Linked DNA regions of Macaca mulatta: regions 1 and 3 are each linked to region 2. Evidence: chromatin contacts called from public Hi-C data. All regions are on one chromosome and are shown on one strand. The core of a region is the stretch at or near the end of the contact, and the rest is flanking DNA. Distances in the headings are between cores, read along the strand shown. Region 1 holds the start of NCAPD2 (non-SMC condensin I complex subunit D2). Region 2 holds the start of GAPDH (glyceraldehyde-3-phosphate dehydrogenase). Region 3 holds the start of VAMP1 (vesicle associated membrane protein 1).

Region 1 (2,979 bases), core at 79-2,578, 40 kb after region 2:
TAAAAACAGGGTTACTAAACTCTGATTACTTCACAAAGTTGCTCTGATGATCAAACGAATCAAGCAGTATAAAGGTGTTTAAAGAACTATAAAGTGACATATTAATGTGCAAAGTATTATTTCCATTTTTATGTGCAAAGCTCCTTAAGTAGAGAATGGTCCGATCTCATCTGAGGCCAGAACAGTGCCCCAGCATGGGCTAGTGGGCTTCCTGCACCAGAATGGTAAGAGCATTAACAATGATGATTTATTTATCCTGTGCCAGGTCTGTTAGGCTATTTGCATGCATCATATCTGATCTAAGTCTCCTAACCTCAATCCCATGAGGTGCATAATAATACAAATGAGTTTACAGAGCGGATATTGCAGTAAGAAAGTTAAGCGATTTGCTTAACATCTTCCGTTGCGGATCTGTCAGACTCACAGTTTCTCCCACATCGCGCCCCAAGGTTATATCTACTAGACCTCCCTGCCTATTGTATATTGCCCAATACTGGGTCATACTGACATGTACTCGATTTTTCTACTCTTTTACGACCTGCAACACCACATCTTACCTGGGGATCTCACCCGCGGCTCTGACTCCGGCAGTCAGGCTGAAATGAAAAGGAAAAAACACTCGGGCACAACACGCACCAATTAGCAAGGCAGTTTTCAAGTTGGCGGAGAATCCGGCCAATCCCCGGCAGGCAGAGGCAAAGGGCCGCCTCTGAGTCTGGCAACGCGCGGGCAAAGCCACAAATACCGAGTTCAAATTTCAACGGCTGCCAGGGGGCCAATCGCGACGCTCGCTGGAGCGGCCGGCCAATCACAGCGCCGCCTGGGGACGTGCCAAGGCTCCGCTCCGGCAAGGTACCCCTTTGCCCGGTCGGCGGGGAGGAGGCCGTATTTCTGCCGGCCAGAGATGTCGCGTCCCTGGCTGGGCAGTAGTAGTGCCCTGGAATAGTGAATCATTCAGTCACCCCCAGGAAAGGAGGCCAGTCCACGCTGGGAGTTAGAAGACATCGCCTCTAATCCAGGTTTCTCCATCTCCTCCGCTAAGTGACGTCCAGCAAGTCACTTCACTTTCAGGGCCTCAAATTTCCTTCCCAGTAGTAAAATGGGGGTAATAAAAAAAGCTACAGCGCAAGACTGTTGTGAGGCACAGAGAAAGGGCTTGGTTTTTGGAAGCGGGTTCCAGGTTCTCAACCTTCATTTCCTTCACAGTTGAAGGACGCCAAAAAAAGCAGAAAGGGTGAATTTTCTTGAAATCTCAGTTTTGGGGAATCTTAGCAACCAGTCGCGGACCTCAGCTTGTCCGGCGCTCCAAAACTTCCGGCGGGCGAACCGGAAGCAATGAGGCGGGAAGGGTGGTAGAGGCCCCTTCGGCCGGAACCCGGGGGGCGGGGCTTGTGGCTGTAGTTGATGGGGCGTAGGTGGGCCCTGCGCCCACAGCTACCTGGGTAAGGCCCAAGATGGCTGCCCTCGTGTGAAGTCGGCGGGGACGGTTCCTGTCGTCATCTTGAGGGCCACGTGTGGCCCTCACTCCTGGACTTATTTGGTGTGTTGTTGAAGCGGGGAGACTAGAGAAATGGCAGGGAGCCTCTTATCTGGGGCAGGCAGGCGCCTGTGGAACTGGGTGCCTCTGGCGTGCAGAAGCTTCTCTCTTGGTAAGTGGCTGCTGTAGACATCCGGATAACTGCTTCGTAGTATAATAGGCGGCTCAGACTAATTCCCTCCCTTCCCCATCCCTAGGTGTGCCGAGATTGATCGGTATAAGGCTCACTCTCCCGCCCCCCAAAGTGGTTGATCGTTGGAACGAGAAGAGGGCCATGTTCGGAGTGTATGACAACATCGGGATCCTGGGTACGACTTGACCTTCGACGTGGTACACAATTTCAGAATAGCAATTACTCTGTAATGACTATCTTTTTCTCCTGTGTAGAGAGTGGTACTGTGCTCAATAGTAAGAGCAAACACTTATGTAGCTGTTTACATTGTGTTTGTCACTGTTCTGAGTACCCTCATATAATTTTTACTTCATAAGTAAAAGTTAACAATTTTTCCAAAGTTAATAAATGATAGTATAAGAATTTTAACCCCAAGCAGTCTGGCTCCAGAGTCTCTGCTATTGTTCTGTACTGTGATGTGTCTTGTCTATAGGTGCTGCTAAGCAAGATGCAACTGTGGGTTGAAAGCTTAGCTGGTGTAGGATGGGTTCTCTTGTCTTGGATCTAATGTGTTCTCTCACATTACACAGGAAACTTTGAAAAGCACCCCAAAGAACTGATCAGGGGGCCCATATGGCTTCGAGGTTGGAAAGGGAATGAATTGCAACGTTGTATCCGAAAGAAGAAAATGGTTGGAAGTAGAATGTTCGCTGATGACCTGCACAACCTTCATAAACGCATCCGCTATCTCTACAAACACTTTAACCGACGTGGGAGGTTTCGGTAGAAGAGAAAGCTGAGAACTTCGGAAAAGGCTCATCTGTCACCCTGGAGAAGGGAAACTGTACTCTTCCCTGTGAGGAAACAGCTTTGTATTTTCTCTGTAATAAAATGGGGCTTCTTTGGAATTTGATAGCCACATACTTCTGTTTTCCTCTAGATGCTGCCTCTACTTACTCATGTAGACTGTGAAGTCTTTTTTTTTTTTTTTTTTTTTTTGAGACAGAGTCTCGTTCTGTTGCCCAGGCTGGAGTGCAGTGGCGCGGTCTTGGCTCACTTCAAGCTCCGCCTCCCGGATTCACGCCATTCTCCTGCCTCAGCCTCCTGAGTAGCTGGGACTACAGGTGCCCGCCACCATGCCCAGCTAAATTTTTGTATTTTTAGTAGAGACGGGGTTTCACCCTGTTAGCCAGGATGATCTCGATCTCCTGACCTCATGATCCGCCCACCTCGGCCTCCCAAAATGCTGGGATTACAGGAGTGAGCCAACGTGCTCGCCGACTGTGAAGTCTTGACTCCTTCTAGATCTTAGGATCTTAGGTTTGGGCTT
Region 2 (2,794 bases), core at 76-2,575:
GGGTGCGGTGGGAGATCTGGTTTCTGGAAGACGGAATGGGGAGAAGGGCAGGTTTCCCGAGGCTCCCAGACACCCAATCCTCCGGGTGACATTTACAGCCTGGCCTTTGGGGTGGGGTCAACGCTAGGCTGGCAGGGGAAGAGGGGGGCCATAAGGTGAGCCGCCGCTGCAGAAAGGGGCCACCGCCAGAGGGGCCATTTTGCGGTGGAAATGTCCTTTTCCAACTACCGATGACTCAGCTCCCCCCGGCTTGGCACCAAGCCACAGCCACCACACCTCTGGAGGGAGGGGACACAGGAGGACCTCCATAAACCCACTTCTTTGATTTACCAGAGAATTATCTAGAAAAAGCATCACCCGGAGGGGAAATAGGGCTTGCAGCTCAGGGGCCGACTTGAGAGCAGGGGCCGGGAAGCCTCGCTCCACCTGACTTCCCCGCCACACGCGACTCCACCCACCGAGGCAGGAGCGCAGGGTTAGTCACCGGCAGGGTTTCCTAACGGCGGCCCATTCATTTCCTTCCCGGTTGCAACATGGCGGCCGCTCTACCGCAGGCGCAGCCTCCGGACTGGGATGCACCCGCTGCGCACTAGCATCCCGGGGCCTGCGGTGCCGGAGGCCATGGGGGAGGGGCTCCTCTGCGACACGTGACCTCGCAGAGCGCGAAAGGAAAGAAAGCGTCCCCAGCTAGGGGTCCGGGTCGGATGGAATCTCGGGCGGGAGTAGGGACCTCCTGTTCCTGGGGACTAGGGAAGGCAGGCCCCGGGCAGATGGCGCCGCAAGGGCGGAGCTGCACAGGGCGCCACAGCCTGGGTGCGGGGCTCCGCCAGGTCCGAGCGCTGACCTTGAGCTCTCCTTGCCGGACGCAGCTACCCTACCCCATACGACAGCAAAGACCCGGAGCCCGCAAGGCTCGTAGACGCAGTTTGCGGGCGGCCCAGGGCCCCCCAGCCACCCACGAACTCACCCGTTGACTCCGACCTTCACCTTCCCCATGGTGTCTCAGGGATGCGCTGCGCGGAGAGAGAGAACAGTGAGCGCCTAGTGGTCCCGGTCGACACCCACGCCTCCCCTCCCCTCCCCTCCCCCCACCAGCCTCCATGCCCAGCCCGCGCCGCATCACGTCCTCCGCCCGCCCCTGCAATGCGGAGGCAGCCCGGGCCCGGACCCGGACCCTGGCCCGCGCCCACCCCGCAGCGGCGCGAACACGTCCGGCCCACGCCCGCTCCTGCCGCCTTCAGGCCCGTCCCTAGCCTCCGGGCTCCTCTCCGCCCGTCTTCACCTGGCGATGCAAGAGAAAATGCGGCTGACTCTCGAACAGGAGGAGCAGAGAGCGCAGGGGGAGGCTGCGGGCTCAATTTATAGAAACCCGGGGGCGCGGCGGCAGGCGGTGACTCTGACCCCGCCTCCCGCCGGGCTCAGCCAGTCCCAGTCCAAGGACTTGAGGCCTGAGCTACGTGCGCCCGTAAAACCGCGAGTAGCGGGGCCCTGCTTTCTCCCTGCTCTTTTTTTTTTTCCGCAGCCGCCTAGTTCAACTGGGCACGCATCAAGCGTGTGGGCCCCGACGGAGGGGGGAAGGGACTGAGACTGGCCCGATGGGAGGTGATCGGTGCTGCTTCCCAGGACTGGAGTGTGGGCAGCAGGAGACTAGGGAGTCAAGGACGGGGGCCCTTACACGCACGGATGAAACAGGACTTTGGGAGCGACTGAGATGGGGAATTGGAGCCCGAGCCCTGCACGGCTCGCGGCTGCACGCGGCCTGCCCCCTCCCCTTTCTTTCAAAGGCTGAGAGGCGGGAAAGTTGGGGAACTTCTCCTCGAGGCTCTGCGGTAGTGACACCGGAATAGCTGAAGCAAAGGGCTAGGAGGGGCCCGTGGGCCCTTCCCAGCCCCCACTTCCCCCTCCCCATCTCCTGGCTCCTGGCCTCTCTGGGACCGAGGCCTGGCCTGGGCACTGGGCAGTGGGGGCCTGGAGAGGAAGGAGGCTCGGGAGGCGGCTTGAGGGGGAGGTTTCTACACGGAAGGTCACGATGTCCTGCAGCCCTGTAGCTTGGACCTGATGATTAGGGCAGACAATCCAGGCCCTGTGTGCACCAGCGGCTCTCCCCGGGCTGGGGCCCCAGGCGGAGGACAGGATGGCTGGTGGGGGCCCAGAGGCCTCCCACAAAGTCACTCCTGGAGCCCCGTGGGCTGTGCTGCCTAGGGTGAGAGACAGTGTGCTTTTCACTCCATCCAGCCCGGGGCGAAGAGCGGGACGTGAGGGCGGAAGTGCCTCCCCGCCCTGGGACGTGCAGGCGAGCCAGGAGCCAGGGACTCCCCTTCACTGGCTTCGCTGGGGGATATTGAGGGCAGGGTGAGTCAAGAAGAGGGAAAAAGTGGGAAAAGAGGTCTTGGGCACATGGTGGGAACAGGCCCCCTGCCCCTTCCCACAGGGTATCCATTTCTCTGGTAGGAGGGCAGAGGGCCAGGTTTGTGAGTGTGGGATGGGAGCGTGCTGAACACTTGTAAGGAAGGGGGTGGGGTGGGGTGGCCTTGGCCCATCAGCAGGTGCATGGGAGGGGGATCCTGGGCCTCTTTGCTGGCCCAGCATAACCTGACACCAGCCCCCTGCCCTTCTAGCTAAAAGCCGTTTGCTAAGTTTAGCCCGCCTGGTGATAATCTTTGCTTAAAAGGCACCCACAGGACTCCAGTCCTTGTCCCTGTCTTTCTGGGATTGCCTTTCCTCCTGGGACCCAGAACCAGGCTGTGTCCTCGTCTGGCTGCCATTGGCATGGTTGGTGCGGGCTTTTCACAAT
Region 3 (2,769 bases), core at 208-2,707, 59 kb after region 2:
CATCACCAAAGCCCTTATGACATGCACAGAGGACTACATTGCGTAGAAATTCGTGGACATCCAAGACTGAGTCAAAAAAGTGAATCCCTAACAATCAGTTTCTGAATGTGAAGTTTTAGGGATAGTTACCATGTTATTGTTTTCTATTTCCCTTTTTATGCATGCACAAGAGTGAACTATGATAGAAATTGGTATGTATATAAATCTGTATTTTCAATACATGTAAAGCAAAAATGCTAAATGGTAAGGAAAGCATTTGTCACAGATAATTTGCAACCTTTTTTTTTGAAACAGGGTCTTGCTTGTTGCCCAGGCCAGAGTGCAGTGGCCTGATCTCGGCTCACTGCAACCGCTGGCTCCCAGGTTCAAGCGATTCTCTTGTCTCGGCCTCCCCAGTAGCTGGGATTACAAGTGCCCGCCACCACACCCGGCTAATTTTTGTATTCTTAGTAGAGACAGAGGTTTCGCCATGTTGGCCCGGCTGGTCTCGAACTCCTGAGCTCAGGTGATCTGCCTGACTCGGCCTCCCAAAGTGCTAGGATTACAGGTGTGAGCCACTGCGCCCCGCCATATAACCTTTTTTCTTAGTGGAACATAAAATAATGGTGAATTTTCCAACTGATAGAGTCCAGGAAACGGATAATAGTGAGCAGAGGGGAAATAACTACTGGAATACCAAGAAGGAAAAATCAGCTGGACTTGGCAGATAACTGGGGGAGAGGTAAAGGTGAAGGGGAGGCAATCTAGGATGGTTTCCAGGTTTCTGGTCTGGGCTACTGAGTCGATGTGGTAACCTGGACTGGAGCAGATTTGGGAGGGAGTTCAATTTAGGAAGGCTATGTTGAAAGAAACTGAGGAACGAAAGTTTCATGCTTGCTTTGGTGGGACTGAACCCCGCATCTGCTATCTGGCACCGGGAGCTTGTGGCTGTGTCTCGAAGCTCCCGCACCCTCAGAGCGTTAGTCAGAGGCGGGGCGGTAGGGGCGGAGCGAGGGCCAGGGCTGGGCACCAGGGCTGGGCACCAGGGCTGGGCGCGCCCCAGGGAGCCACCGCCTCCCGCGGAACGCGCGAGTCCGGGCACGGGGCGGGGCAGGGGCGGACACGGTCTTCAGTAACTGCCCAGCGATTGGTTGGGAGGCACCACAAACGCCTAATGAACTGCTGAAGCGCCCTCCGAAGGCACAGACCTCACCTCCACCCCGCCCCGTCCCTCCGCCAGACTGGAGCGCAAGCTATGGTTGCATTGATCACCGAAGGCTCCTCACAGCAACCGCTCCTTTCCGGAGTCGGATGAGAGGAGACTTGTGACTGGCAATTGGCAGGGGCGGGGCGGGCTAGGCCTGTAGCGCTGGGCGACCGTCCTGGGCATGGATTGGGCCACGGGGTTGTCACCGTTATCCGGGAGGCGTGGTCAGCGCTAATAAAGGCGGGGGCCGGCGCGGCAGCTGCAGTAAGTTCCACCGCAGCTAGACCTCGGAGTGGTCGGCGCCAGGCGGAGCTCGTCAGTTCCGTCCACTTCAGCTGCAGCGTCCCCCGCCGGGTGTCTCGCCGCAGCCTCGGGAGAGGAACAGACCCTCACTCTCTCTGTCAGAAAAATGTGAGTTGACTCTGGTGTGGGAGGCTCGGCACCTCCTTGACAACTCTCACTCCAAGCTCCCGACTCTGCGGGACGGAAAATGGCGCATTGCAGCAGCTGCAGCAACGCGGGGAGTCACCACCGCGCGCCGCCTCCGGACCGGGCCACCCCCAGGGAGGGGGGCTAGCACCCCATTCTCGCACCAGCCACAGCTAGCACCCCACGGGCAGTGCAGGGGCACAGGGGTCCCGCAATCACTGCACCCTCTCCTGTCGTCTGAGTGGCGCCTCATTCTGGTTTTAGTATAGTGGAGACTCGGAGAGGGCGGGGGCTGGGGGTGGTGGATGGGGACAACTGGGCAAGGGACTCGAAAGGCATTTCTGTCATCTGGCTAAATAACTGCTTAGCGCTTCAGGAAAGACAGTCATGGGTGCAACTGCCAGTTGTTAACTTGGGTTGCCCTACAATCTCTGGATTTGTTTACCCCTCACCCAAAGTGTGATGTCTAGCCCCCCTCATGGCAGTGAGCAAAGTTCCAGAAACTTATCTGCCAGTTCTCTGGCACCAGGTGAGCAGCTCAGAAAGACTCAAGGGGTAGTGGGATAGTGGCCTGTCATCCCAAGCGGCTGTTCATGCCGAGGCCGCTCGTATAAGAGACGTTTTTCTATCACCGAGTCTTATCAAATATTTGGAGGAGAAATAGGGAGAGCGGAGCTTCCTCCTTTCCTCCAACACACACAGTTTAGTCTCCAGCAATCTTCAACATCACCCCCTTCACAAGATCCTGTGGGAAAACTACGGCTAAACAAATGAAGTACTTCTCTTTCAAGACCTCAATATGTCTAATACAGATTTTTTCTTTCTGATTCCTACCCTGGCCTGGTCCTAGATGTATTTATGTTGCTTCTATAAGTGACAAAAAAGGGAAAGATTTACTTGTGTTACATAAGGGTTGTAATTATCCCTAGATATTTTACTGCTGAATGTTTCCAACTCCCAACAAGTAGTAAGTGAAATTGGCCTTGCAAATACTTCATAGCCATTTCACTTTTTCTTTTGATTACTATGGTTTTAACCAGATATGAGTGTTCTATGCATTTTGGGCAAGCCGTAGAATTCCAGTTGTTTTCATTTTGGGGCGGGGGCCTCCAGATGGTATCCACGTGGGATGAACAGAAGGCAACGGAGAAATC

Evidence for each region. A called contact is a pair of places that touch in the nucleus more often than the background predicts.
Region 1: a contact with region 2 is called in a Hi-C map of cortical neurons, with 4 times the contacts expected there. The contact joins the promoter of NCAPD2 here to the promoter of GAPDH in region 2. A contact is called at or near these places in 3 of 14 Hi-C or Micro-C datasets (cortical neurons, fetal cortex germinal zone and liver).
Region 3: a contact with region 2 is called in a Hi-C map of liver, with 2.0 times the contacts expected there. The contact joins the promoter of VAMP1 here to the promoter of GAPDH in region 2. A contact is called at or near these places in 3 of 14 Hi-C or Micro-C datasets (CD4 T cells, cortical neurons and liver).

The regions. Positions count from the first base shown.
Region 1 is chr11:7,444,437-7,447,415 of T2T-MMU8v2.0, reverse strand. It overlaps NCAPD2 (non-SMC condensin I complex subunit D2), which reads right to left and starts at 1,328. Exons shown (of 32, transcript XM_001105024.5): 1 at 558-1,328. It overlaps MRPL51 (mitochondrial ribosomal protein L51), which reads left to right and starts at 1,380. Exons shown (of 3, transcript NM_001194316.2): 1 at 1,380-1,649; 2 at 1,735-1,845; 3 at 2,240-2,652. The coding sequence starts at 1,571. The coding sequence ends at 2,436.
Region 2 is chr11:7,484,332-7,487,125 of T2T-MMU8v2.0, reverse strand. It overlaps GAPDH (glyceraldehyde-3-phosphate dehydrogenase), which reads right to left and starts at 1,325. Exons shown (of 9, transcript NM_001195426.1): 1 at 1,283-1,325; 2 at 968-1,013. The coding sequence starts at 996. It overlaps LOC144332744 (a long non-coding RNA gene), which reads left to right and starts at 1,948. Exons shown (of 2, transcript XR_013400804.1): 1 at 1,948-2,352.
Region 3 is chr11:7,425,140-7,427,908 of T2T-MMU8v2.0, reverse strand. It overlaps VAMP1 (vesicle associated membrane protein 1), which reads left to right and starts at 1,457. Exons shown (of 5, transcript NM_001261331.1): 1 at 1,457-1,597. The coding sequence starts at 1,596. It overlaps LOC144332754 (a long non-coding RNA gene), which reads right to left. Exons shown (of 2, transcript XR_013400815.1): 2 at 189-1,662.